Regions from separate parts of the Oryctolagus cuniculus genome. Here region 2 is linked to region 1. The links are chromatin contacts, called in public Micro-C maps. All regions are on one chromosome and are shown on one strand. The core of a region is the stretch at or near the end of the contact, and the rest is flanking DNA. Distances in the headings are between cores, read along the strand shown. Region 1 holds the start of ZFYVE21 (zinc finger FYVE-type containing 21). Region 2 holds the start of ATP5MJ (ATP synthase membrane subunit j).

Region 1 (4,273 bases), core at 484-2,983:
CCCTGCACCCGCGTGGGGGACCCGCATGGAGCTCCAGGCTCCTGCTTCGGCCTGGCCCGGCCCTGGCGGACTCCGCCTTTGAAAGAAATGCTGGCGCTGCCTGGCTGCCCCTGCACCCTGGGCGACCCGCTCCTTCCACAGCGGGGCAGCCTCGGGGCCAGGAGCCGAGACACCCGCGGGAGTGACAGCCACGCTGGAGAGGACTGCGCGTGGATTCAGAATCCTGCACAAAATAAACTCCAGTTCCACGCTCCGTAGCTTCTGGAATTCCCTCACCTCACCTGGACTCATCCGCGACGGAGCCGGGGAGACGGAGCAGCTAAGCCCCGCGCCGGGCTCCCCTGCAGACCCCGGCCCGCGGCTGGAGACGCCGACGGAGCTCCTGGCTGCCGGCCCAGCCCAGGCCCGGCGGGGGGGCGGGGGCCACAGATAGGAGCTCGCCTGTCCGAGGATTTGGACTGCACACCGGAACCCGCCTCCCGCCGGGGCAGTGCGCCCACCCCTCAAGGCCACGCCCAGCCCTGCGGGGCGGCTGCCCCCGTGCCGCCAGGGGAGGTTCTGGCCTGGCCCACCTGGACGGGGATCCTGGCGCCAAGGAGCCACGCTGCTGCCCAGCCGGGAGCAGCCCCTGCCCCGGGACCGAGGTAGGACCCTGGCCCGCGCCCCCGCCCCGGGCTGCACAGGGCCCGGCCCGCACCGCGCAGGGTAACCGGCCCGTCCGGTCCCCCCACCGCCCACCTGGGGCTCGCCTGCGGGCCTGGCCCAACCACTCGGGCAGCCGGGGTTCGTAAGGGAGCGATCCTGAGTCTCTTCCGAGGTTGTGCACCCAGATCCGGGCAGGGGACGCTGCCACGCGACACGGCCCCGTCCTCGGCGTCACCACTACTTTTCAATAGTTCTCAAAGTTTTACTTACTTGCAAGGCGGAGCTACGGAGAGGCGCGCGCTCGCAAGTTCCATCCGCTGGTTCCCTCCCCAGATGACCTCCACAGCCGGGGCTGGGCCAGGCCGAAGCCCGGGCTCCCACGCGGGCGCAGGGGCCCAGCCTCCACCGCTGTCCCGGGCGCATTAGCAGGAGCCCGCGCGGGACGCGGCCACAGCTTCAGGTTTTAGGGCTGCACTGTGCCAACCCCACAGCCGTGCCCGACCCCCGGCCACGCCCCCGGGAGGACGCCCCTCGCCGCCCGCGGCTGGCACCGGGCGGGCGCAGGCTCGCAGCGGACCCACACTCGGGCCGCCCCTCCCCGCGCGGCCGCTGCAGCCCAGGCCGGACTTCGCCCCCGCCCGCGGCCCGGCCCGCCCCGCCCGCACGAAGCGCCCCCACAACCCCGGTCACCTCTGGGCTCGGGACCAGCGCCGCCCGCAGCCTCGAGGGCGCGTGCACCTCGCCGCGCGCGGGGCGCCCCGCACGGCCCCCGGCGCCCCGCGCGCACGTCCGCCCCCCGGCGGGAAAGCGCAGCTGCCGGACCGCAGGGGCGCGGGGCCACCGCCCCGCCGCAGCGCCCGCCTCCGCCGCGCGGCCCGCGGCCTCCCGGGCGGCGCCCAGCGCCGGGCCCCTCGCCCACCTGTCGCGCGCGGGCGGCGGGGCGGTCCTACCTCCTTGTCCGGGACCCACGGCGGCTCCTCCAGGCCGAACGGGCTCCCGAAGGCCCGGTGCTCGGGCACCATGCGCAGCCCGCTGGGCGAGCGCACCAGCTTCTTGGCGTCGCGGCGCGCGGCCACCCCCGAGGACATGACGCCGCCTCGGCCCCGGGCCGTCCGCCTGCCCGGCTGTCGCGCAGCTGGGGCACCGCCCCGCCCCGCCCGTCTCCGCCCCCCGCGGCGGACGGCGCCGCCGCCCAATCGCTGAGCCCGGCCTGGAGCTCGGACCAATCGGAACGCTGGCCCCGCCCCATCGCTGTCCTCGCCAACGAGTGCGAGGACACCTCCTCCGCCACTCTGCGTTCGGTCACCAATCGGCAGCGAGGGCTGGCCAGGGTCCGCTCCGCCCCCCTCGGGGTAACTGAGACTTTGGAGTGGCCGCTTAGTCAGCCACGTAGGCGTCTTTTCGTCTCTGATTGGTGCAGCCTGTGCGGGGCACCCCGCGCTCGTTGGCAGAGACGGCGAGAGGGGCGGGACAGCGCCGGGAGGCGCGGCGCGCGCGGGAGGTGAGCGCGGCGGGCGGGGGCCGGGGCTTCGTGGGGCTGAGGGGGGGCGGCCTGGCCGGGAAGAGGCCGGAGGAGCCCTGCGGACGGGGGTCTGGGGCGGGCCCCGGCGTGAGTGCCCGGCCGCCAGGGCGTGCGCTGTGCTGAGAGCCGCGTGTCCACCCCAGCAGTCGGCCTGTGGCGGGCCGCGGCCACCGCGAGGCGGGCCGGGTGGGCGCGGGCCGGGTGCCGTAGCCTGGTGCATAGCCACGGCCTCGGGCTGCGGCGCCGGAAGGCCCCGGCGGGGGCCGGGGATGCTGGGCGAAGTGACCAGCAGGGCTCCTGCCGAAGACTGGCCGGGGGTGGGCTTGCCAGACCGACCTGGCTGAAGCCGACGTCCGTGAGGACCCGTGCGGGTGAGCCTAGGAGCCAGGCCCCCGGCCGAGGAATCTCCGTGGCTGGTCCTGGGCGTGTGTCCAGCGGCCTGCCCACAGCGCCCCGGCCGTGCCCTGGGCTGGCCACACCTCCTGGCCAGGTGCAGGTCTTCACCGCTGAGCGGGCGGAGCCCCGCCCAGGCCCTGCCCAGCCGCAGCCCCACATCCCCCGCTGCGGAAGGGCCTCCGGGGCTGGACCTCTTGTCCCCTGCTTCGGGCCAAAAGGGGACAGCCACTGGCTTGAGCACAAGGGCCGCAGGGCCCAGCAGGACGTCCAGCCCCTCCCAGGGCGTCCAGGGTGACCAGGAGCCCGGGGCTGCCCGGCCCGGCCGAGACATCGTGCAGGCCGGCCTCCCGCTCTTCGTGCCCCGGCCCCCGCGGCAGAGTTGACCCCGGACGCCGGGCCTTGCCAGGACCTCGACCCCGGCACCGCCCAGCACGCCCTGGCCTTGGGAGGGCCAGGCCGCCTGCCCGGGCCGGGGACACAGCCTTCTTTGTCCCCGGCTGGGCGCCCGGTGGCCCAAGGCTGACTCCCCAAGTGTCCTGCCCCCCAGGGCCCTGTGGAGACGCGCTGGGCACCTGTCGCCCGCGGGCAGGTGCGTCAGCCGGGGCTCGGCGGCGGGGCTCAGCGCCCTGTGCTCGCCGCCCGTCTGCGGTCAGCGCACTGAGATGGATCAGCTGGACCTGAACCCCAGAATCATCACCGCGGTCAGGAGAGGTGGGTGCTCTGTGCCGGGGGAGGCGGCGGCGAGGGCGCGGGTGCCTGAGGGGAGACGGGGGGGGGGGGCTCCCGGCTCCGGTCAGCCTGGCCCAGCTGCGGGACGGGGGGCGGTGTCCCTCGGTCCCTGCCTCAAGTAAGACAAAAGTGAACGCCGCAGACAGAGCCCTGGTTCCCGGCCTGGACGAATGGGGGGGCCTGCACCCTGCGGGCCACCCGTCCGCCTCAGGCAGGTGGACCGGGACAGCCCGCAAGTGGGGAGCAGCGCACACGTGCACGCCCCCTCCCCCCACAGCGGGGTCCCCCGGCGCCTGGGCAGCACCGCTGTCCCCGCCGGCTCCTCTCCCCCGGACCCGCTGTCCCCGCCGGCTCCTGTCCCCCGGGACCCGCTGTCCCCGCCGGCTCCTCTCCCCCGGTGCCTGGACAGCACCGCTGTCCCCGCCGGCTCCTGTCCCCCGGACCCGCTGTCCCTGCCGGCTCCTGTCCCCCGGGACCTGCTGTCCCCGCCGGCTCCTGTCCCCCGGGACCCGCTGTCCCCGCCGGCTCCTCTCCCCCGGTGCCTGGGCAGCACTGCTGTTCCCGCCGGCTCCTGTCCCCTGGACCCGCTGTCCCCGCCGGCTCCTGTCCCCCGGACCCGCTGTCCCCACCGGCTCCTCTCCCCCAGGACCTGCTGTCCCCGCGGCTGCCAGGCCATGCCTGCAGCCCCTGTGTGCGGGGCGTCAGGTCTGGCCTCCCTTCCCGGGACGGTCAGGGCTTCTCAGGGTTTGGGGGGCTGGGGGTCCAGTCCCAAGGAGTGCGCGTGACGGCAGCCCCTGTCTCGTTTCAGCCAAACTGAAGTCAGCCAAGGAGCTCCTACGTTTCTCTGGCCCAGACCTGCAGAGAGTGACCGGCCTGTCCGGCCCCGACGTCCGGCACCTGCTGAGAGCGGCCTCCTTGTCCCTGCGAGGCAGCAGCGTCCTCACAGGTGCGCCGGGCGCCGGCCTCTGGGGAGCTGACGTG
Region 2 (4,105 bases), core at 1,141-3,640, 130 kb before region 1:
GTCTTCTGGTGAGGTAGAAAGAGCCAACCAGATTCTATGGAAAACATCACAAGTATAGAAATGTGTGCTTGGTAAGGAAGGTTAAAAAGGAAAGTGTGGGCAGCCACAGGCAGTCGCCCCTTTTGTTTACACTTAAACATATGGATGGAGACATCCTGGCACAGACAAAAGGCTAAGGAGATTCCAGGAAGAGGCAGGAAGAACCTTATCAGGAACTCTTTGTAACCACAAAAGTCTTGGATATGTAAATCTTTTGTGTGCCTTCTTGTATACAACTGGTCATGTTTAAATACTACTGGATTTGTTGAATAAACGAGCCTTGATCAGGATTTGTCTTGGCTCCATTCTTTGCGTCCTTGTCCCCGCATTCCCACTCTCTGTTTTAGGAAACCCGGTTCTTTGTGCTGCAGGCCAGCACAGGAAAGAGTGTTCTTGGTAATGAAGGTTAGAAGGAAAGAGTTTTTTAAATAAGGAAAGGACATGGTTTGTAAGAATGACTTTATCCTGATGGCTAGTTTACTCTAGACTGGAATGGAAATGATGGAATGTTTCAAGTAAGTTGAAGAGGGTGTGTGGAAGTCACAAAAGGTTATGAAAGAAAGAAATATTGGACATGCTAACTGCTGCTCCGAGAGGTGTCTGTGCCATGCTCCAGGAAGAATGTTGTCTCTGGGTCAGTCAGACTGGACAGGTACAAACCCAAATTCGTACTTTCTTGGACAAAGCCAAGCACCTCCAGGACCAGGCCAAGCAGGGCTGGGATTTCTGGCCTGACATCTGGTCATGGAAATCCTGGCTATTTCCTCTCCTTTGCCCAAGAACTTCTGTAATCTTGCTGCTTCTCTTTGGACCGTGTGTTTTTAATGCCCTTGTTTGTTTTGTCTCTAACAGACTAAAAGCTGTCGAACTCCAAATGGTTGTCAGACAAGCCTTCCAGCCCATTCTGCTGGACGACCTTGAGCAGCCCTCTGGACCAAGCAGGACAGTCTTTCCAAGGCCACTGTTGCACACCATAAGACAGATAGCAAGAGGAAATACACAAATCCCCCTCGACGCCCACATGCCAGCTTTGAAGAAGTTACAGAAAACGGAACTCCATCCATAATCCCAAAAAAGAATATTGGGTATTGCCTCTTGAGGGGGGAATGTTAGGTAGGAAGTTAGGTATGAGCTTATGTGTGTGTAACAGGCCTAAAGGGAAGACTATGTCCAGCGTATGCTGCATCTCAAAGTCATCCTGATGGTGTTTCGGGCAGCCCAGTATTCACATCCTGCCCTGCCCTGCCCTCTTCTACCTGATAACCTGCCAGGTGGGGGGGGGGGGTCCCCACCCCTTCTGCCTGACAAATCTTCCACAATCTCTCAGGTGCAGCCCAGTACCCTGCTCCAGATCCCAATTCTCTAGGGGGTCCTGCCCACCCTTCCTCCTGCCTGATAACATTTGCATCCATAAAGTCCTTTGTTTCAGATAGAAGTTTTTCTATTTACATCCAAAAGCCCTTTGTTCCAAGAGGAGCAGAGGTGGGGAAGCAAGACCCATCTCCTTAAAAACCCCTGGCCTCAGCCCAACAGCACGCTCAGCCCTCTGCCTCTCTGCTGAGCCACCCACCTGGTCTGGCCAGGTGTATTCTCGCCACTCAACCATGTAACCTTGCCCCCCCGCCCCAGTCTCTCAGGCTCTGTCTGAGAGGTGCCCATCCGTCCTTACGGATGTCCCTTCCCTAACAAACCTTGCTATTTTACCTCCCACTACTCTGTCTCACGCCTGAATTCTTTCTTGCGCGAAGCCAGAACCCTGCAATTTCTCTGGTAATAGCTCATGTCGGCAGCCCTGGGGAGGGCTTCTTTCTCTGTTGATAAGATTTAATATATTCCCTCTCTCTGTCTGTAACTCTGCCTCTCAAATAAATAAAATATTTGTAAAAAAGGGGGGGCTCTGTGGTATAGCGGGTACACCCGCCTCCTGCAGTGCTGACATCCCATATGGGCACCGGTTCGAGTCCCGGCTGCTCCGCTTCGGATCCAGCTCTCTGATGTGGCCTGGGAAAGCAGTGAAAGATTGTCCACGTGCTTGGGTCCCTGCACCCACGTGGGAGACCCGAAGAAGCTCCTGGATCCTGGCTTTGGATCGCCCCGTTCTGGCCCTTGGGCCCTCTGAGGAGTGAGTCAGTGAATGGAAGACCTCCCCTCCCCTCCACCCACGCCTCTGCCTCTCTGTAACTCTGCCTTTCAAAAAAAAAAAAAAGAGGGCATATTACCTCATCAACTCGTCCGGTGCGGATGGACCTTTCCTGGACTCACTAAACCACCTGCTAGGACCGGGTGGACAGGCCAGCTCCCAGGCCGGGAGTCCTCCACTCCTGCGGGCGGCCGGCGGGGGCGCTGTGGTGCGCAAGCGCACCTGGAGGCGCTCTGGCCTCGGAGCGCGGCGGCCGCTTCCGTCTTCCCGGCAGGCTCCGCGCGGCGCGTGCGTGCTCCGTGACCTTCCCGAGTTTTCGGTTCCGCGGGCGCTGGTGCGGCCCGGGCGGTCGTGTGCGCCGAGGTGAGTGCCGGGGCGCACCCCGCGCGCAGCTGTGGGCAGCGCGGACGCGAAGGGGCGGGCCGAGGGGGCGGGAGCGGGCTGAGAGGGCAGGCGGGAGCCCCCCGGCGCCCCTGACCTTGGGGGCCGGCCGCGGTGTGCGTCCCGGGGTCCGCTGCGAGTGGGGCGTCGGCCGGTCACGCGCGCAAGGCACCTGTGCCGCCGGGGCTTCTGCCGGCAGCGGTGCGGGCCGAGAGGCGCGCCTTTCCTGGGGGCCTTGGGGCGGGCGGGTGTCCCCTGCCGTGGTCAGCGAGCGTGGGCGGCCGCTGCCCGGCGCCGGGACTGCGTGGCTGCAGGCGGACACCCGCTTGGCCTCTGAGTCGGGATCTGCAGCGGTGGACGGAACGGGCTCGGGGTGAAGGCGGGGCCCTGGCTGTCAGGTGTGGTTTGTCCGGCAGACGGGACAGCCTTGGCTAGAAGGCAAGTCGGGGCGGGTGTGGGGGCAGGAGCGGGGATATTCGCCGTGCGCGAATACGCGGAGGCCGGAGGGAGCCGGCGTCGGGGCGCCCGAGACCGTCTGTGGCCTCTTACCTGCGCCCTTCTCCTGGACACTGCCCCGGCTGTGCCGTGTGCGAACCCCCCCGCCGTGCTAACGACGACATCGCCGCCCCCAGAGTGTGCAGAGTTCTGCGGTCCACTCCCCAGATGCCCGTAACGGCCAGTGCCCGGCTGAAGCCGGAAGCGCGATCCGGGTCTCCGGCGTGGGCGGCAGGAGCACGCTAACCTGAGTCCTCCCGCCTGGCCGTCTCTCGGGGTGGGCGCTGTGGCACGTGGTGCCTGGGATCGGTTGCTCCCCCACTGCCTGCCGCCGAGGGGGAGGCCAGGACGCAGCTCCTGGCTCAGCCCCAGCTGTTGAGACGTTCGGGTTGTGAACCACGGGATGGAGATCTGTGTAACTCCACACCAGACTGCTCCTCCGAGGCCGTCTTGGGCCCTGGGGGGCAGCACACCTGCACCAATCTGAAGTCAGGAGCTTCCTCCTGGTCTCCCACGCGGGTGCAGGGGCCCAAGGACTTGGGCCACCTTCTACTGCTTCCCAGGCCACAGCAGAGAGCTGGATCGGAAGTGGAGCAGCTGGTACTGAACCAGCACCCGTATGGGATGCCCGCACTGCAGGGGGCGACGTTACCTGCTACGGCCGTGGCGCCGGCCCTGGGTTCCGTTTCTGTGCCTCTTCTGCAGGTGAGGGAGAGACAGTTCAAGTTGGTGGCAGGTGCAGAGCAGGGTTGGAGCTGGCGGTCGCCGTGGCCTCCTTCCCACTCTTCCCGACTCCCCAGGTTCTCCTTGGCGTGCACAGCCTCTGCCCAGGACACGCACACACACCCAGTTGTCCCGGCTCTGCCGTGTTGCCCGGCTCCGGTGCCTCGTGTGTGCCTGGTTCATGTTTGCTGAATGAGAGGCTGACCGTGGGACAGGTCGCAGTAATGGAGGACGGCACTGACCCTTGAGGGGGTTGGGCCTCTGAGAGACCCAGTGAGGGCAGCAGAGGGTCCCCAGAGAAGCTGGGTGAGGGGCAGCGTTCCTGGC

Evidence for each region. Hi-C and Micro-C count contacts between places; a contact is called where the count stands out from the background.
Region 2: a Micro-C map of ear pinna shows a contact between it and region 1, with 4 times the contacts expected there. The contact joins the promoter of ATP5MJ here to the promoter of ZFYVE21 in region 1. A contact is called at or near these places in 2 of 6 Hi-C or Micro-C datasets (ear pinna and an unstated tissue).

What each region holds. Positions count from the first base shown.
Region 1 is chr20:46,477,553-46,481,825 of mOryCun1.1, reverse strand. It overlaps ZFYVE21 (zinc finger FYVE-type containing 21), which reads right to left and starts at 1,733. Exons shown (of 7, transcript XM_051834890.2): 1 at 1,596-1,733. The coding sequence starts at 1,733. It overlaps XRCC3 (X-ray repair cross complementing 3), which reads left to right and starts at 1,857. Exons shown (of 8, transcript XM_051834879.2): 1 at 1,857-2,146; 2 at 3,111-3,274; 3 at 4,101-4,238. The coding sequence starts at 3,226.
Region 2 is chr20:46,611,988-46,616,092 of mOryCun1.1, reverse strand. ATP5MJ (ATP synthase membrane subunit j) reads left to right here and starts at 2,390. Exons shown (of 4, transcript XM_051834936.2): 1 at 2,390-2,542.